Regions from separate parts of the Hordeum vulgare genome. Here region 1 is linked to region 2. A link is a contact called in public Hi-C data. All regions are on one chromosome and are shown on one strand. The core of a region is the stretch at or near the end of the contact, and the rest is flanking DNA. Distances in the headings are between cores, read along the strand shown.

Region 1 (5,466 bases), core at 644-3,143, 180 kb after region 2:
GGCGCCGGCTGGTTAGGAGCGCGGCGGCGATGCTCGAAGTAGGCGAGGAAGAGCCCGATACCATGACGAAGACCGGCGTGGATGATGGCATTCCCGCGCCGAAGGAGATGGCGCGGCACATACCACAGGAACTCGACGCGCGGGGACGGCGGAGTGGACCATGCGCCGCGACGCTACGACCCGAACGGGCGACGAAGCGGCAGCGCGCGGGTCGGGGTGATGGCGGAATACCTCGGGGTGGCGGTGTAGACCGCGTGTCGCAATGCTACAGACCGAAGGGGCGATGCAACGGCGGTGCGCGGGTCGGTGCAGCGACGAGGACGGCCTCGGGCGGCAGCGGGGACCGCGTGCCGCAGCACTACAACCCGAAGGAACGGTGTAGCAGCGGCTCGCGGGCGACGGCGCTGCGGCCCGATGGGGCTACGCACGGCAGCCCGATGCTCGATCGGTGGAGGGGCGCGCTTTATTCGGGACAGTCTTCACGAGGCCTGTGGAGGCGCGCGCAACCAACGGGCCAGGTCGGTCGCACGACATAGATGAGGCAGATCGCGGGCGGGCGGGTGATCAATCCGATCGCACGCGAGGTCGTGGAAGTCGTTCAGTGGAGGCGGGGTGGCGGCCAGGCCCGGCAGCCAGCGCGACGCAGGCGGCCCGAAGCAGCCGGCGTGACGCAGGCAGCGGAACAGTCGGCCTGAGGCGGCCGGTGCGAAGCAGCCGGCAAGGACGGAGCTGGAGCCGGCACGACGCAGCTGGCGTGAGGCAGGCGGTGTGGCCGGAGGCGGCAGCCACCCCGAGGTAGGCGGCGCGGTCGGAGGCGGCAGCTGACCCGACGCAGCCAGCCCAAGGCACGCGCTGCGGTCGGAGGCGGAAGCCAGCCCGACGCAGCCGACAGCCAGCCCGAGGCAGGTGGCAGGGCTGGAGGCGGCAGCCGGCCCGACGCAGTCGGCCCATTGTAGCCGGCTCGAGGCAGGCGGCGGCCCGACCGTACGAGGCGACGGTGAAGATCGACGGGCAGGCGGCGCGCGAACGACGGCTGTGATGGGCCGCCGCATGGCGTGAGGCCGTCGGGTCGAGGCGATGCAGGCGTCCCGATCGGAGGAGGGCGATGACAACCGGCGGAGATCGATGGGCGTGCCGGCGTGTGGTCGACGGTGTTGAGTACCCGCCGGGTTTGCGCGAGGCCGCCGGGTCGCGCCGATGTCGGAGTAGAGGCGTGGTGGTCGTCGGCGGCGGCGGGCGACGCAAACTGATCTTAGATCCAAAAACCAAAAAGAAAGAGCGCCGATCAAGAGACCGACATGAGAGAGAAAACCCGGATGAGGAGATCGGGAAAAAGACTCTCTAGGGCAGCCGGTCAACATGACCGACGGACGAACCCTAGGTACGGGCGGCGCGGCCCCGGCGGCGGTCATGGAGGCCGACCGCCCTAGGGGCGGCGCGCGGGGCGGAAGCTGTGGCGGCGGCTAGGTCAAGAAACTTGCGGCAGATACCATATTGAACGGGATAAGAGGAATTGATGGAATAGTTGTTGTATTGCTTGAGCCTCGTGGACATATATATATAGAAAATATATATAGGAATATATGATCATCTTAAAGTATAAGTTAAGACGGAAACAAATTCTAGTTTATGTGTGCTTTCCTAAACAATAATGTTACTCAACATCGAAGGTGGGAGAGAGGCCGGTGACGGCTCGATCTATGGTTCTGCCAGGGCTGCCCTAAAGGCGACATGGGGGATGGTAATCACTGCTCTTGATTAGTTAATTTAAAAATTTATTTAGTTAAGTTGATTTAGAACGCGTTGTTGGAAAACAGCCATGTGCATGTCCTACTCGCGTTGTTGGAAAACACGGCTGTCCTTCTCACCTGTTGTTGTTGTCATGCCTGCCAGCATTGCGGGCCTTACCGTCGGTCCTTTGTTGTGTCGTCTGCCGGCAACTACGGGTTGGTTGCTGCACCATTAGACTACTTATAATGACCAATAACATAGACTAGTAACGTATACTTCCTTCGTTTTTAAATATAAGTTTTTTAAGAGATTCCATTAAAAGACTACGTACGGATGTATATAGACATACTTTAGAGTATAGGTTCACTCATTTTGCTCCGTACGTAGTCCCTTAATGAAATTTCTAAAAAGACTTATATTTAGGAACATATGGAGTATATGTTACTAGTCTAAGTTACTACCTTCATAGTGGATAGTAACATAGGGTTAGTAACATTGAGCCTATTATTTATTAGGCTATAGACTCATCTTGCCTTGGTATCCATTATGTTACTTAGAGGAAGTACAATAGTATAGCCAGCTGCTGGCTATAAGCTATTGACATGTCATCTATAACTCATCTTATAGCCAACATGTACAATAGTTCATTACAAAAGTGTACTACTTCTTTATTATATGTTTCACCTTTCATATTCATAAAATGCCTAGGAGGACGTGCTAGAGCTGACTATTAGCTAAGAGTAAGTACAATAAGGTACAGTCTGCAGGCTGTAAGGATTAAAATATTATATTTTTGTTGAGTTGGATGAGAGAGAAGAGGAGAGAGAAGGAAAACGGGTTCTTCGTGAAGAGCCAACTCTAGCACGTGCTCCTAGGTGCTTTGTGAGAATGAAAGATGGGCCATATATGATAAAAGTAGTACTCTTTTACAGCTAACTATTGTACAAGCTAGCTATAAGATGAGCTATAAGAATGCTTATAGCCAACAGTTGGCTATACTATTAACCATGCTCTAAGAGCCCGCTTACCTTCTCTCTTCTCTTTTCTTTCCTCTAACTAAACAAAAATATATTAGTTTATTCCTTATAGCCAGCTGACTCAGCTCTATTGTACTTGCTCTTATAGAGGTAGTAACATGCTAAGTTATTCATTTTCTATCTCTTCTTATTTATTAGTTGTCACATCATATTTTTTGCTTAGGTGGCACTTATACTACTATCTATGTTACTTTTATTATGGGTACATCAGGGGTCCTATTTTTGAGCTCACGCCCATAGATCATGAGAACAATCGGTATTCTCTCAGCCATCGATAAACAATGAAATTACTTTTTTTAGAAGTGATCAAATTACTTGAGAGCCAGGCGTGCTATGCACTATCCAGGCATTTCGGCCTCCTAGCTCAACTAGACCTACCTGTTTGCTCAATCAGACCTACAACAAGAATTTTAGGGCCTAGAATTTATGAGCCCTGTGCGGGCCGCTTAGTTTGCACACCCGTGGGCTCGGCCTTGGACGTAAAGTCCCGCCGGTATATCGCTTGTAAGCCGTCGCAATGAGAAGTTAATTGTTTGTAAATTCTCGACTTTTGTAACCTTTCCCGACATACTGAAGATTAGTAGGTTGATGTCCGTGTGTTTTTCTCTATCATGTTGGAGTGGTTTTTTGCGTTAAGTCCCTGTGTTACCGAAAAAGGCTTTCGCTCCGCTTTATAAATAAAGCAACCCCTGGGAGACCCCCCAACGCTGAGACCCGATATGCCGGCCAGTGCTGACCTCCATCGACCCATCCTGCAGCCCCCGAGCACGAGACGAGCTCGGTCCCGCTGCACCATGCACGAGACGAGGTCAGTCCTGCTGCACCGTGCGCGAGACGAGCCGACCCTGCTGCACGTGCGCGAGACGAGATCGATCCTGCTGCACGGGGCGTGAGACGAGCGATGAACCGCAGCTGGGAGAGGGTCAACACTTTGATGGAAGTAGCGCCCGGGCTACACGAAAATGAGACGAAGGTCAAAACAGTCTAGATGCAGACGAGCCGACAACGGAGAAGCCGTCCGCTCCCACAGGAAGATCCATCAAGCCATCGCGAAGCCCTCACGACACCGGGAGGCACCACGCCGGACCTCCCCGCGCCGCCGCCCACGACCGGAGCAAAGGCCACGCCCGGCCGCTGCACTTCCCGCATCGCCCGACGAGCTCCAAGCACCGGAGCCGCCGGCGCCGCCGATCGACCCTCCGCACCAGATCCAGCCGGACCCAGCAGAGGACGACCACGCGCCACCTCCCAAGATGGGAGCACCGCAGCCGCCCCGCCGTGCGTGAGGCCCAGGGCGCCGGCCACCCGGCCGCCCCGCCAGCCCGCCGCCGCACCGCTACTCCCCACGGCCGCCCAGCGCCGCCACTCGAGGTGTCCGCTCCGTGCCGGAGCCCCACGAGTAGAGGGGGAAGAAGGGCCCCGCCGACACCGTGCCCACTGGACTTTGCCCGAGAACGCGCGCCGACGGCGGCAGGGAGGAGGGGAGGGAGGCGGGTCGAAGTGGATGGCGGCTAGGGTTCCACCCGGGCGCGCACGGGCATGTCGCGGGAGGGGAGGGTGCCTTTCGCCAGTCAACAATAATGTTTTTTGTAAGTCCCTGTGTTTGATTTTGTTTTTCATCGTGGTGGATTGTGTGTCGTATCTCTAACATAGATGATATAACTGCTACCTCACATCTAGAGTTTGTACTTGTGCACATTAAAACTGCTTCAAATCAGAAGACTAGTCCTGAAAAAGGGATAGTCCATTTCACACATCCATAGAGATGTTTCTCATCGATGTGGATGTAGATGTCAGAAAGAAAGGCAGCGATTATGCGGATTTTTTCAATTCTCTGATCTTAATCTAAAACTATAGCATAAAATGAACTATGTACGAAACTATTTTATAATCTAATCTTTTTAGAAACGCCACAACGCGTGACGTTGGTGCTGCACGTAGACACGTCAGTCTACCGTAATGTTTCTGCTTCACATAGACACCCCTAACTAGCTTGCAATTGCAGCCTACATAGAAACGTCAGTGGGCCTAGTGTTGTTACCCAGACGGCAAACGCCCTGAACAATGGAGTTGCTTGGCAGCGATGCCTGCTGCACCTGCATGCGGCAACGCTAGTGAACCTAACGCTTATCGCACATCCTGGATAGAGATCAGCTAGATGCCTAGCTCTATTGATTTCAGGCAGCAGTACATCATGCACAAGGATTACAGTAAGAGCAACCCAATCATCCAAAAGTAATACGCCCGGTAGAATCCCGAGCAGGCAGGCACAACAAGGTACAGTAGAAGAAGGAACGAAGAAGGAGAACCTAGCGTGTGTATCTCTCTCTCCGCAAGGCTAACACACGCGCCCCGAGCAGCTTAATCATTGTTGCCTGCATCCATTCAAACAGCGTGCCAGCGATGCAGCAGGCAGCAGACATGCGGTGACCCAGACCGCATGCAGGTGCAGCAGGCATCGTTGCCCAGCAACGCCATCATCGAGGATGTTTGCCGCCTGGGTAGAAACTCGAGAGCCACCGGCGTTTCTACGTGGACGCGTGTGAATGTGAAGCAGAAACGGCGTTTCTGCGTGGACGCGTGTGAATGTGAAGCAGAAACGTCACGATGAACTGACGTTTCTACATACAGCAGCAACGTCATGGATTGTGGCGTTTTTAAAAGGGATCATAGTTTATTTTATGTTATAGTTTCAGAT
Region 2 (5,028 bases), core at 332-2,831:
GGCCCGCGCTGGCGAAGGGAGGATCGCTTCATTTTAATGCCTTTTTGAATTTTGTGTCCTGCTCAGAGAGGCAAGGTGGCAGGGACTCTCTGAAGATGGAATAAGGTTCTCCCCGTCTTGTCCCCGTCCTGGTGATGTTTCTAGCATCGTCGAAAGGTGTGTGGAGGTTTGTCTCCCACAAATCTCATGGGATTCACTCGGTGTTTGTCTTTGGTGGATCCACGTGGATCCTGGCTTTGTTCGTCGATGCTTGTGTGTCTACATATTGAATCCTTTCGATCTACATTTTTCTTCATCAACGACGATTACTCTTCTGGTACACTGGTCCTATGGGGTCTTAACAAAATGACTTCCCGAGTGTCTACTACCACAAGATTTGCCCAGCTTTGATGAGGGAGGGGCGAAGACGACGACGTGCTTTCATCTTGCTCCAATGCTTGTAATCGTCGTTAGGTGGTCCATGGACCTGAATGTACTACCTTAACAAGTGATGAATAGATCGGAACTCTCTAGAAAGTCAGCCAAAACCGGAGTAAAGACTTTGATGTGGAACCGTACCAGGAAAACGCTTGGCTTCACTCAAATCACACACGAGCGATTCGTCATCTCTCTGTGTGACACATGTCTTCTTTGTGTGTCTTTAGGCAACATCGTGTGTGTTACAAATTGCTTCCCATAACAACACACACATTACAAAGACAATGAAGACAAGAAAATTATTAATATTTTCTACAACATCATTTGTGTTGTATTTTGTTTTTCGCAAGAACACTCATATTGCAAAAATAGTGAAAAAAATCACAACATCATCTATGTTATAGAAGATTTCTACAACATTTACTTTGTTATAAAATATTCTACAATATAAGTCTTATTGCATAGATAAGGACTACTCGATATACTAGATAGATATAGATCTAAGAGCAGGTACAATAATAGGCTATAACCGTGCCTACATGATAATTTTAATTTTGCTTATGTGAAGGAGAGAGACGGGAATAAATAAAGAGAGTGGGCTCTTATGCAAAAGCCTATCTCTATGCGGGTCCTAGACAAAAGCAATAACTCTGAAGAAAAAGATAGAGAAAAGATGAGAAAAAAATACTAATCTTACAGCCATAACCAACCTTATAGCTAAACTTATTGTACTCCCTCAGCTTTGTAAATATGAGGTTTTTTTTATAAAATGGCCAATGAACTACACACTCGACATTAATTTCGGGACGGAGGGAGTATAAAATTATATTAAGCTGGAAATATTTATTTTAAGATGAAGAAAGTATAAATAAATATATGTTGGTTATTAATAATATGACAACATCTTATAGCTAACAGCTCACTATATTATTAACTATGTTGTGATGGTCGGCTGTGATCTGGCGGCCGACGCTGACCCTCACTCAATCAATGGTGCATGCATCTGTGTTGCACCTTGCACACGGGCAAATTCCGGTAGGGTTAACATGAGTGGCACACTCCTGTAATTTGAACACAAATCCGGGCCGACTCTAAACACACCACTCCCACACTTCGCGTTTAAAAAGGCTTCCTCTGTTGCTGCACCGCCCAAGGTCGAGTGCGGCACGTTCGCTCCTGTCCTGGCTCCACCACCCCACGCATCCCAGAGCACAGCAGCCTCCATTGCCGCTCTCTCGTCAACCATGGCTCGGCAAACGCAGCTCCTGTTCGTAGCCACGCTCGTGGCCTCTGCCACAGCGGCCGCGGCGGCAGTGGAGCTCGTCGTCCAGGGGCGCACGGCGGATGTGGCGGGGTGGATGCGTTCGGGACCCAGCTCCTGCGAAGGCACGGTAGAGGAGTGCCTGCGCGAGCGCGAGCACGACGGAGGATTTGGACTCAGGCGGCGCCTTTTCTACGAGGAGGAAGAGGAGGATGGCGGCGGCTACCCTACGCATACGCAGTACATCAGCTACTCCGCGCTGATGAGGGACTCGGTGCCGTGTTCCGTGCCCGGCGCGTCCTACTACAACTGCCATCCGGGCGCCGTCGCCAACCCCTACTCGCGTGGCTGCTCCGCCATCACCCAGTGCCGCGACTAGCCGGACCACCGCCCTATTTTCTCCCTCAGGCTGCAGCAGCTCTGCTTCGTCAGTTATTTTTGTTCTCTGTCCACTTTGTGATGTTTTTGGGTGACGGTCGATACACGAGCTACACGTCCAGCACTGTTACGTGGATGGAACAAGTTGAAGTGACAGAGGCTTGTATACTACCGCCCTGTTTGTTTACAGGGATTTTGTCGCCCTATTTATTTCCAGGGACTAACTAAAGAAACTTTTTTTTTAGTCCCTATGTAATCAAACATGAGGGATTTTTTTTAAGGTCTAAAAAAACTTTATTGGACGGACTTTTTTCTTTAGTCGCTGGAGCTAAAAAAAAGTCTAACCCCTTAGAAACAAACACCCCCAACATACACGATTAACTGGTGTTCTTAATCCATTCCATTCCTACCATTGAATTCATATAGAAAATATGAATTTAATGGTATAATTTTTGCTTTTGTCACAATCAGTTTTGTTGGTTAAATATATGATTAAATTTAGATCTCGGAAAACGTGACTATATTATGGAATGAAGGAATATTATTTTCTCTTTTATTAGACAGCAAGATGTTGCATCTTAGGACAACTCCAACGCAACTTTAACGTGCAACCCCAAATCGTTTGGCCCCGTCCGTTTAGGAATAAACGAAGAGAAAATTCGACCCAACATGGAGAGAAAACGTACAATGTCCGTTTTCCGCCCGCTTTCACTGCATTCCCGTTTGTGCCGAAGCGGACACGCGCGAACGGGCGAGACGCATGCCCATATCTTCCCCTGGTCCACCCGTGAAGGACACATGCCCCCCCTTTTCTTCGCCCCCTCATGCGTCGCCCGCTAAGCAAACCCTCCCTCATAGTGCCGCCGCCCTATTTTCCTACCTCGCTCTCCGGCCCCTCCCCCTCCTCAATCTTCTCATAGCACGACTGGTGGCTTGGTGCTCCCATGCAGCCGGCGTGGGCGACCAACCGGTAGATCTGCGACTGCAGGATTTGCCGCATTCTGCCAGCCGAATTTGCCGCATTAGGCCGTGGGTGGTTGCGCCTTGCCATGGATTGGCCGGGTATCGGACCACACAGCCCCGACAATGCCTCGACGCCACATGCAGGTGTTGAGTCCTGCTCTAGCCGTTAGGATCTATCTCGTTGTCAATTCGCCGACAAAGCCACGGTTTGTCGTCGCCCTGGCTCGGCGTTGGCCCAGAGGCTTGTCGGCTCACTGTTCCGCTCATATAGTGTGATTATTGTCCGCGGAAGGTCGTGCGCCGTGTCGTCACGACACAGGAACATCCCGAATGGATGTTCGTCAAGTGCAAAAATGATGGATACGTGTTTCTCTTGGTTCGGTTTTCTTGTTGGCTTTGAAGAAATTTTTGTAGCTTATTTGCTTACATTTGTGTGTAGGAGGGATGGAAGTTTTGGTATTGGAAGAAAGAATGCATCGATCTTTTGATCGAACATAATTTGCAAGATCTTTTGATAAAATTGAAGTTAGAGATGACTAAAGAAGAGACCTAAGGGGGAGCAATGTCTAATTCTTTAGAATCGAATGAGAAAGGAGTTGTGAAGCTCAAAAATCTGCAAATCAATAATGAAGATATAGAAAAATATATTAGTTTAACAAATAGGAACAATTATGACTATTGGACATGATTTGAAATGTCTAATTATAATTTTAAAATATCTAATTATAGTTCCTATTTTTTTAGTCTTGCTCCCGTGGCGAAGAATTGGTGAATGTTTATGTATCTTTGATGAAACAAAAAAAGTTTTAGTACCAACAAAAAATAAGGGAAACACCTGGTTGTAAAGACCAGATGTGCGTATAACCGGCGCATCTATAAAGCAGACTAAACGCCGCCTTATTATCCTATCCAAACAAATAAAATTTGGACAAAAAAACATTTGTTTAAAATCATGCGTTCAAGTTGACCTTACCCGAGGAGGCAGCAACTTAGAGCAACTCTGTAGCACCGTCCATATTGCAAATGCAAGCTACGTTTGGATGTGAAGTCTACGAAGGCAGCGTGCAAGCACAAAATCATTATATTTGATGTCTCTTTAATCGTGGGACTCACTTGTTAATAAGACATTTTCTTTGGCCAAGAAAATTTCAATATATTCATCATCAATTATGGCAGTATAAAAAGATTAAAAATAATAAAAATTAAATCTAGATCCACAAACCACCTAACGAAGATTACAATCACTCAAGCGACGTCATCATCACTCCTTCATCGAAGCCATGCAAATCTTGTTGCAGTAAACAATTGGAAAGTCATTATGTTAAGTCGACATAGGATTACTAGAACAACAACACTCGTTGATGAAGACTAGCGTAGATCAAAATGATCCAATCTGAAAACAAATGAATGTAAACGAACAACTACCAAATGCATCAAATACAAATCCATTGAAGACACACCTCCATATGTTCACCGAAAATGCGAGACGAACCACCAGAACAGGGGCTTGGTGGGGAGAATCTTATTCCATCTATACGAAGCTGCCGTCGTGCGACACCCTGGCTCAGAGCAACCGGTTTACCTTGCATTTGCCAGCCCACAATAGTGGAGAACGGAGCTTTAATTCTGGTTGGCAACGACATTTTGTCCCGAGTCACCAACTGAGACTAAAAGTGGGGACTAAACGTCCCCATCCTTTAGTCCCGGTGGGCAACAACCCGGGACTAAAGTCCCCCCACCCTCCACCCACGTGTCCGCGAGCGTGCGGTGGGGCTGGAGGACCCTTAGTCCCGGTTGGTGACACGAACCGTGTTGGAAATATGCCCTAAAGGTAATAATAAAATGGTTATTATTATATTTCCTAGTTCATGATAATTGTCTATTATTAATGCTATAGTTGCATTAACCGGAAACCGTAATACATGTGTGAATATATAGATCACAATGTGTCCCTAGTGAGCCTCTAGTTGGCTAGCTCGTTGATCAATGGATAGTCATGGTTTCCTGAT

The links. A called contact is a pair of places that touch in the nucleus more often than the background predicts.
Region 1: a contact with region 2 is called in a Hi-C map of leaf, with 2.7 times the contacts expected there. The contact joins the enhancer-like site here to the promoter of LOC123446479 in region 2. A contact is called at or near these places in 2 of 6 Hi-C or Micro-C datasets (leaf and seedling).

Annotation. Positions count from the first base shown.
Region 1 is chr4H:361,176,883-361,182,348 of MorexV3_pseudomolecules_assembly, forward strand. No RefSeq gene overlaps it. Among protein-coding and RNA genes, the nearest start is that of LOC123446480, 17 kb to the left of the region's middle. Within about 2 kb of position 1,894, at least 3 of the 3 cell types and tissues checked have open chromatin away from gene starts, as enhancers often do. A contact at or near this core is called in leaf and seedling, where this site is marked.
Region 2 is chr4H:360,992,819-360,997,846 of MorexV3_pseudomolecules_assembly, forward strand. LOC123446479 (rapid alkalinization factor-like) reads left to right here and starts at 1,582. Exons shown (of 1, transcript XM_045123063.1): 1 at 1,582-2,374. The coding sequence starts at 1,662. The coding sequence ends at 2,057.